Linked DNA regions of Mus musculus: region 1 is linked to region 2. A link is a contact called in public Hi-C data. All regions are on one chromosome and are shown on one strand. The core of a region is the stretch at or near the end of the contact, and the rest is flanking DNA. Distances in the headings are between cores, read along the strand shown.

Evidence for each region. A called contact is a pair of places that touch in the nucleus more often than the background predicts.
Region 1: a contact with region 2 is called in a Hi-C map of uterus, with 3 times the contacts expected there. The contact joins the enhancer-like site here to the promoter of Dact1 in region 2. A contact is called at or near these places in 9 of 39 promoter capture datasets (the 3T3-L1 cell line, HPC-7-derived erythroid cells, cranial neural crest and 6 more), 5 of 484 Hi-C or Micro-C datasets (cerebellum, nephron progenitors and uterus), 21 of 115 datasets of contacts at active chromatin or transcription factors (bone marrow-derived macrophages, craniofacial prominence, embryonic basal ganglia and 11 more) and 3 of 9 other capture datasets (embryonic stem cells, embryonic tail and embryonic trunk).

Annotation. Positions count from the first base shown.
Region 1 is chr12:71,521,997-71,525,673 of GRCm38.p6, forward strand. No RefSeq gene overlaps it. Among named protein-coding and RNA genes, the nearest start is that of 4930404H11Rik, 17 kb to the right of the region's middle. Within about 2 kb of position 2,370, at least 6 of the 459 cell types and tissues checked have an H3K27ac peak or open chromatin away from gene starts, as enhancers often do. A contact at or near this core is called in uterus, where this site is marked.
Region 2 is chr12:71,307,585-71,311,751 of GRCm38.p6, forward strand. It overlaps Dact1 (dishevelled-binding antagonist of beta-catenin 1), which reads left to right and starts at 2,300. Exons shown (of 4, transcript NM_021532.4): 1 at 2,300-2,723. The coding sequence starts at 2,400. It also overlaps a transcript of 2700049A03Rik not described here.

The DNA of each region.
Region 1 (3,677 bases), core at 1,120-3,619, 210 kb after region 2:
CCCACCAGCACAGCAGAGGTATTGAGAGCTTTGGGGGGCTAGAATCTGTGCCCTGTAGTTGTTTAGCTGATAGAGTAGGACATGTGTCAACCTCTGGTCCAAGCATAAGAAGTTGGCAGCTTTTACTTTCTGTTTCCAGGGATGCTTGCTCTTGGAATCCAGCCATTGTGGTTTAAAGAGCACTTGGAAGCCTTTAGACAAGCCCATGGCTAGAAGGAGAACCCTGACTCCTTATCGTTCACTGAGTTCCTTCGTAACATCATGTACATAGGTCCTCTGGTCCATATTTGATCACTTCAGCAACACCACATATAGTATGTAATAGCAGTTATGTGAACAAAATAAATGACAGTTGTCTTAAACTTGTGCTTAGCTTTGGTGTGATTTCTTATGTAGCAGTAGATATCAGAATACTCCATTTAATAGATGAGACACAGAGATTAAACTGCTTGCTCAAGGCCACACAGCTGGCAAACGCCAAAGGCTTATGCCCCTCAGTCTGAGAGCTTAATTCTGTTTCTCTGTGACTTCTTTTTATGGCAACGCCATCTTCGCTGAGAGACCTTCCAACTGTTATTTGCTTACTTTCCAGGACCGCCTGCAGGAAGAGAGCGTGTCTGTGTGTACAAAGTGATGTCCTGCTTTGTCTGTTTCTGTGAGCCTAAGCCCTGGATCCTGCCCCACAGTTGGCAGCATTCAGCTTTGGAGCTTGAAAGACTGAAGGCCAGAACCTGGAGCTGAGAGAGTAAGTCTCTCATGAGCACTTGCAAGGTTGAACAGTGAGGTTGGCAGCCAACCTTTTCCCAGGCCATAGGCTGGCTTGATCTTCACATAAAGATTCCCTACCCTTATAAGATGTATTCATGCATCTAATTTGTATTTCCTGGGCTGCGTATCTCCTGCTAGTGTTTCTCTTGTATTTGTTAGTTTCTTATTATTCCACCTGCAGACCCCTTTGTCTTCACTCTCGCTCCTAAATTTCTCTTCCTTTCTCTCTTTTTCCTGTGCTCTGCTCTCCCTCCTCATCTTCCCTTGCTGTCTCGATTTACAGCCTCTGGAGTCATCTCCACATTTGTTTGGCAGATGTTACTGGCTCACTGGTTCGTCTGTGTTAACTGGCCCAGCTGTGTTGGCCTCTCCTTGTTTTGATATGGATTGGACTGCTTACATAAATACGTTTGAGTTTTGTTGTTACAAAGGTTATATAAAATTCTATTTTAAAGAGATTATTTGAGTATCTTTCCTCAGTCTTTTACAACATTGAAATAAGTTTTGTACACATGGTTCTTGTCCTTTGAACATTTTATTCACTCACTCACTCACTCACTCACTCACTCACTCACTCACTCACTCATTCATCCATTCATTCATTCAGTGTATGTTTGTGCATGTATGCACTTGAGTGCCTGTGCATGTCATGGCATATGTTTGGAAGGCAGTTCTCTCTACTACAGGGGCTCCCAGGTGTCAGGCTTAGTCACAAGTGCCTTTACCTGATGAGCTATCTTGCCAACCTGTCTTTATCTTTTAGGTTTATCCATCTTTCATCCAATCTCTTTGTCCATATCAGTGATCCCTTCCTCCCTCCCTCCCTCCCTCCCTCCCTCCCTCCCTCCCTCCCTCCCTCCCTCCCTTCCTTCTTCCCTCCCTCCATTCATCCAACCCTCTATTATCCATCCATCCATCCATCCATCCATCCATCCATCCATCCGCCCGTCCGTCCGTCCGTCCGTCCATCCATCCATCTACCTTTCCACCATTCTCCTGTCATATAATTTTGGTATTCTCCTATACCTTTCCCATCTCTAAAGGGAAACTACTCCACAAGGAGGTCAGCTTTTCCCTCTTCCTCTAACCCTTCTCCCCCTTTCTCTCTGGGTATCCGTTCCAACATTGTTGGTAGTTTCCTCACAACATCACAAAGCCTGAGCTTTTTTTTTTTTAATGTTCACATTTGAGAAATGTAATATCCAATTTTGACCTGCCAAACAGAATTGACACAAAATCATTTTTGTGTGCCTACACATTTCCCCTGGAATAGAACTGGTTCTGTCTCCTAGAATCTAAATGACTATGAAGGATAGACATGAACCCGCCCCAATCACACCACAGGCTTTCTGCCCCACTATCTCTCTGGCAAGCGTGGGGAGAATCCCAACACAAATCTTTCCCTGCAGTGTCTGCCCGATGCCCTCCCTCACCTACGGAGCTTGACCTCTCTTATCTTCTGTGAGGCCCAAGAGGAAGATAAAATTGACAAACTACTAGCGTTCTGCTTCGCTTCTCTTTCTGGACCACCCCACCCCTTCTCTGCTCCTCTCCTCCTTCATTACTCGGCTTCAATTGTCAGCCCTGCCCAGCCTCCCTCTTCAGTGTTCCCATCTGCTGTTGACTATGGATGCTATCCAGACCTCTGGGGGATATGGGGGGAAGCAGGACCCAGCTCATCTCCACTTTCACACCCTATTCATTTCCCCTGCTGACTTTGAAGTTCCTGCTTTGCCTCTGGCTGTTTGGGAACTTTGCCCCCCAGCGGACTTTTTTCACTCTCTCCCACTCCCACTGAGTTAGGATTTTTTCCCCACTGTTGGATTGGGTCTTACATTAGTTCATTAACTCTAAACTACTTCCTTACTCGCTGCTCTTACAAAACTAGGAGACCTATTTTGTGTTCTTGCTTTTCCTTAAAAACAAACAAAAACCTTAATTTTTAAATTACTTTTAATTATGTGTGTGTGTGTGTGTGTGTGTGAACATATGTACACTTGATTGCAGGTATCCACGAGGTCTGACTTGTTAGATCCCCTGGAGTAAGAGCTGCAGAAGGCTGAAAACCACTCATCACGGTGCTGGGAACTGAACTTGGGTCTTCTGGAAGAATACTATGTTTTCTTAACCAGTGAACCACCTCTCTTCTCTTCTTCTACAGTATACATGCTAGAAGATACAATATACTTAGGCAGCATGCAGATGTCCAGTTCCAAGTCATTCCTGTCTAGTGGCCTATTTTCTGTTCATCAGGGTTAGAGTGCTGGACTAGGAAGGCCAGCAGTGTTGCTCAGTGGTAGAGCACTTGCCTAGAGTGTGTGAGGGGCTAGTATAAAAGACTTGTATGCTAATAGTTTTGACTTGAGATGATCATAATCAACTTTTTTACTTCACTACTTTTCTTCACTTTATTGTCTTTCATCCTCCCAAAGAGAATTTTTAAAGCTAAATATAGAATATTTTGAAACTGTAATGCATGGCTCAGCAAAAAAAAAAGTTATAGTAAAGATTCACAAATGTATGGCAACTGTGTGAATACAGTGTTATGGGGAGATTGGTTCTAAATCTCATTAATAAAAGAAAACAGACTCAGAGGGAAGCTGGAGGACTGCTTTGTTAGAGCTTGAGAGGAAACAAAGAACCAACCCCCCCCCCCCAAACAGAGCAGGTTGGGACACTGAAAATCCCAGCAGCTGCCCAGAGAGGGCAATGCACAGAGAACCGTGCCTTTTAAAATCAGCACGAAGGGCAGACAAACAGTGAGACATCCCAGGGCGTCCAAGAGGCTGCTTAAGCTTCAGAGAGTATCTGAAAAAGAGATAAAGAAATGGTGAAGGAAAGAACAAATAAGCAAACAAATACACCCCCCCCCCCGGGGGAAAAATGCACCCTCAAAAAACAAAAAACAA
Region 2 (4,167 bases), core at 1,050-3,549:
GGAGACACAGCGACATGTCTGTCAGCTGTAACAAGATTTATTAGCAGTGTGTAAAAACACGTTTCAGCTTCTCCCACCCCTTCGACTATATAAATATAGTTGTCAATGTGTGACATAGCACAGGCCACAATAACAGGGTCCACCCAGCCAGAAGGAACCTAATTCAGAACTAGGAAAGCAAGAGGTCTGTTTAGAAATGAGTAGATTGGAACAATGGCAGAGGACTTGGGAGAGTGGCCTGTGTCATGTAAGGCAGGACATTATTCTAAATTTGTCTTCCTGAAACTAGGAAGCAAATTTAGCTCTTGTGTAGTGTTTGACACACAGTAGGCATAAAGAATGTGTGTCCCGTAAGCTTTGTACATCTGGGAACACCTGAATATGATTCCATTTTTACATCATGCTAATTACGAATCAAGGCTGTCTTCCATTTTATGTCTGTGGGAGGTAGGAGGCAGGGTGGGGGGTGAGGGGGTGGGGGTGCTTGTGTAGCTGGGGGGGGGGATAACGGGTGTGAGTGTGAGGCAAGGAAGTGCTTGCTTTTGTTTGCGTCTTCTTGATAAAGGTCAACTTAATTCTATTTGTTGTAGAGATTAAGTGGGAACTATTGCGTTTAAAAGTATGCTAATAGAAGAACAATTTCTAACTATCCTGCATCCTCCGGAGTGTCCTCTGGTAATTATTAGTGGCATGCTTCTAGGCCTTGCACCTAGCGAGAGCACCGGTACTATGAGGGTATTAAAACAGTTCCTGCCTTCAGGGAGCTTTTATGACGTAGCTGGAGAGAAGATACACAAGGAACACCTAAGCACACAGATTGTGTGTGCCCAGAAAGAGAACCAGACAATAGTGTGTGAGAAAGACCAGGCACTCATGCAGTTAACCAGTGGGGGCAGGGGGGCGGGTATGGGGCATAGGGCATGAACAAATTGATCTTGGAAGATTAGACCACATAGAGAGTAAAAAGAGAGAGAATTCCTTGCTGAAGTGAGCAGCTGGGCAAAGGTGTAAAATTCTGAAGTCATGACCTGAAATGTGTTCCTTCATAGAACACTTTGTCTTAATGATCTCAAATTGTGACTCCCTAAATTTAATTTCTGAGGTTCTAGGATTCAAGGCATGAGGTGCAGCTCCCATAAGCCAGCTAATGGCGTTTCCAGATAGATCCCCGAGCCAATGAAATACCCACTGAGTGGCATCCCAAGGACACAAGGTCAAATCCTGAATGGTATTTTAGGGGAATTCTAAAATAAGTTCCCCTGGGGTCGGGGAAGAAACCCCATGAGCACAATATCGTTCTCTCTCTCTCTGTCCTCGACCCTGAGATCTGCCTGCCTCTGCCTACTAAGTGCTGGGACTAAAAGCATGTGCCACCTCTGCCTCCCGGAGAGAGATAACTATTTAAAGATTTATGTGCTGGACCACCGCATATGTATTATACGTCGTTTGCCACTGTAATTCTTAGAATAGACTGGTCTGTTAGCTCCATTTTACTATTGGGTAAACGGAGGCACAAGGAGGGCACTTAACTTGCTATTCGTGGAATCAGATTCAGACAGTCTGGATTCGGAGTCAGGGCTCTAGTGAACAGAAGCTAAGGAACGGTAAAAAACAAAACAAAACAAAACAATAGGTGCTCACACGCCACCCCTCATAAAGTCTGGGCTTTTATAGGAATTGATGCGAACGCTGGCCTCACAACAGCATCCTTCTGTAAGACTTGAAAGGCCTTCTTCAGCAAAGCTCCGATTAAAAGCTGAAACAAACAAAAAGAGTTTTAGAACAACGTCCTTGCTTGTTTTTTTTTTTTCCTTCCAGTTACAAAATAGAGTTTAAAACAAAGGCGACCTCCAAACCCAAGTCTACAGAAGTGGTGTTCTGAGTACCGAGTGGACATTAGCTTGGGATGAAGAAACCCAGAGCCAAGGGAGAGGACTTGGAGCGTGGACACGTGAGGAAGGGGTTAAGTTTCAGAAAGTTGTCCCGGGAGCCCAAAGCCACGGCGCCCGCGGACCGGCCCTCGGGGCTGGCTGTAACAAGATGCTCGGCCCTCACCCGCCACCGCTGCCGGAGATGGAGCCGAGCCAATCGGCGCCGAGGGGACCGCGGTGCCGCAGGACCGAAAAAGGGGGCGCGGAGCCGGGGCGGGGCCGGGGCGGGGCGCAGGCGGCCCCGGCGCCTGACAGGAGCTGATCGCCGCGAGCCGGCGGAGGCGGCGGCGGGCGGGCGGGCGAGCAGGCGGGGTGTCGGGGCCGGGAGTGACGTAGCGTGGCCGGGGCGTTATCAGCTGCGGGGCGGCAGACGGGAGCAGCGCGGGATGCGAGTGCGGGCGGCATGAGCTCGCGGCCGGGGCCCTAGCGTGTGCTGCTGCTCCCGGGCTGGCGGGGCCTCGGGGGGTCATGAAGCCGGACGCAGCGCGCGAGCCGGAGCCGCTGAGCCCCGGCCGGGGCGCGGAGGCCGAGGGGCGCTGGCGCGAGAGGGGCGAGGCGGACACGGAGCGGCAGCGTACCCGCGAGCGCCAGGAGGCCACGCTGGCGGGGCTGGCGGAGCTGGGGTACCTGCGGCAACGCCAAGAGCTGCTGGTGCGCGGTGCGCTGCGCTGCTCCGGGACCGTGGGGACCGTCGCGCCGCGCTCCGGGGAGCTGCGGGGAGACGCGGCGCAGCGCAGCCGCCTGGAGGAGAAGTTCCTGGAAGAGAACATCTTGCTGCTGCGAAGGCAGTTGGTAGGTGGTGGCCGGTGGCCTGTCTGGAGGGTGGGCTGATGGCCTCTGGCTGTGGGATCCCTGGCCGCGACGTGACCCCCACCTCGATTTTCCCTGAGCCCGTGGTGTCTCGGATGCCCGCTGCCCATGACTTCCACGCGTTGCTGGCGGATGCCTGCTTTGTGTCACCTGAGGAGCTGGCGGATTGCGGGGAGGGGTGGCTGCTCATCTATCCTGCATTTGGAATTCTTGGAGTCCCTTGGTTCCAGCCTTAAAGTTAGGCTACTGCATGCCCCCTTCCTCCGAGGTTTGCAACCCCCACTTAAAATGCCATTTCACCTTATGGTCTCCCTGGTTATCCCTCCCCGGGAAGGAGGGGGGGGGGTGCGCACAAAAGCGAGGAAGAGGCTTGTTGCTTGCCTAACTGTCCAACATTGAGTTTTACGGTTACGGCGAAGCTCCTGCTGGGAGCCGTGCCCTACCCGGTGCTTTCTCTCCTGCAAGTCTCTTTTGCCTGGGCTGGTGCTTAGTTTTAAATAGAAGTCCTTTGTATAAGGCAGCTAAAACTAGATGCAAATACTGGCAATTTGGCCGGAGACCCTGCCCCCTCCTCTTTTATCCGGTCCGCCAGCTGTGCTTGGTGGTGGAGGTGGGAGAAGAGAGAACCTGCTCGCTGGGAGTATTTATCTTATTGGATTTCTGTCACTGTCTCAGTCGTTCTGTGCAGTCTTCATTAGCAAGGAAGAAAAAGAACTTTGGACCTTCATGTGTTGAGAACAGCTTTTGATGCTGCCTCAAAATAATGGCGGCAGCTTTGTTTCAGTGACCTCAAAATGTAGTTTTGGAAACAGCAAAAAGATTATTATCCCAGCGTGTTGTATTAGACTACTTAAGCTATATAATGGCCCCCTGAAAGTGATGTTGTGGGTTGTCACGTGTTTTCTTGTATTACGGTTTTCTAGATTTTTTGTGTAGTTACAGAGCATCAAAGTGCTTTTATTTAATTCATTTTTTTCTGATGAAATTCAATTTTTGGCACACAAGCATATGGCTTACGTCTCTAAGCTTTCAGAAGTCATAGGTCGTGAGCAAGGACCACGTATCTATTTTGTAAGGATGTGTGCTGTGGTTTGTGCAATAGCTCTGTTTTGGCATTTTTACTGTTTCTTTGGTAGAAGAACAGAATTGTATGTACGTGAATTTGAGCCAGTTCTTTCTGGTTGTGACTGGTCGTTTACATTTCGGTATTGTCTTGTACAATAGCACCTTTTTTTTTTTTTTTTTGTCTTCCTGAATCTCAAGATCGAGAGAGCAGCGCATTCCTATTGTCCGCTTCAGGGGAGCAAGGCAGTGTGTCAGGAGAATTCCACTCCAGTCAATGTTTATGGTACTATTTTCATTTGTAGACTTGGCATTCTTGATTTAAACCAGATGCCTTTCGAGTTCTTTTGCTTTTCCAGCAGTG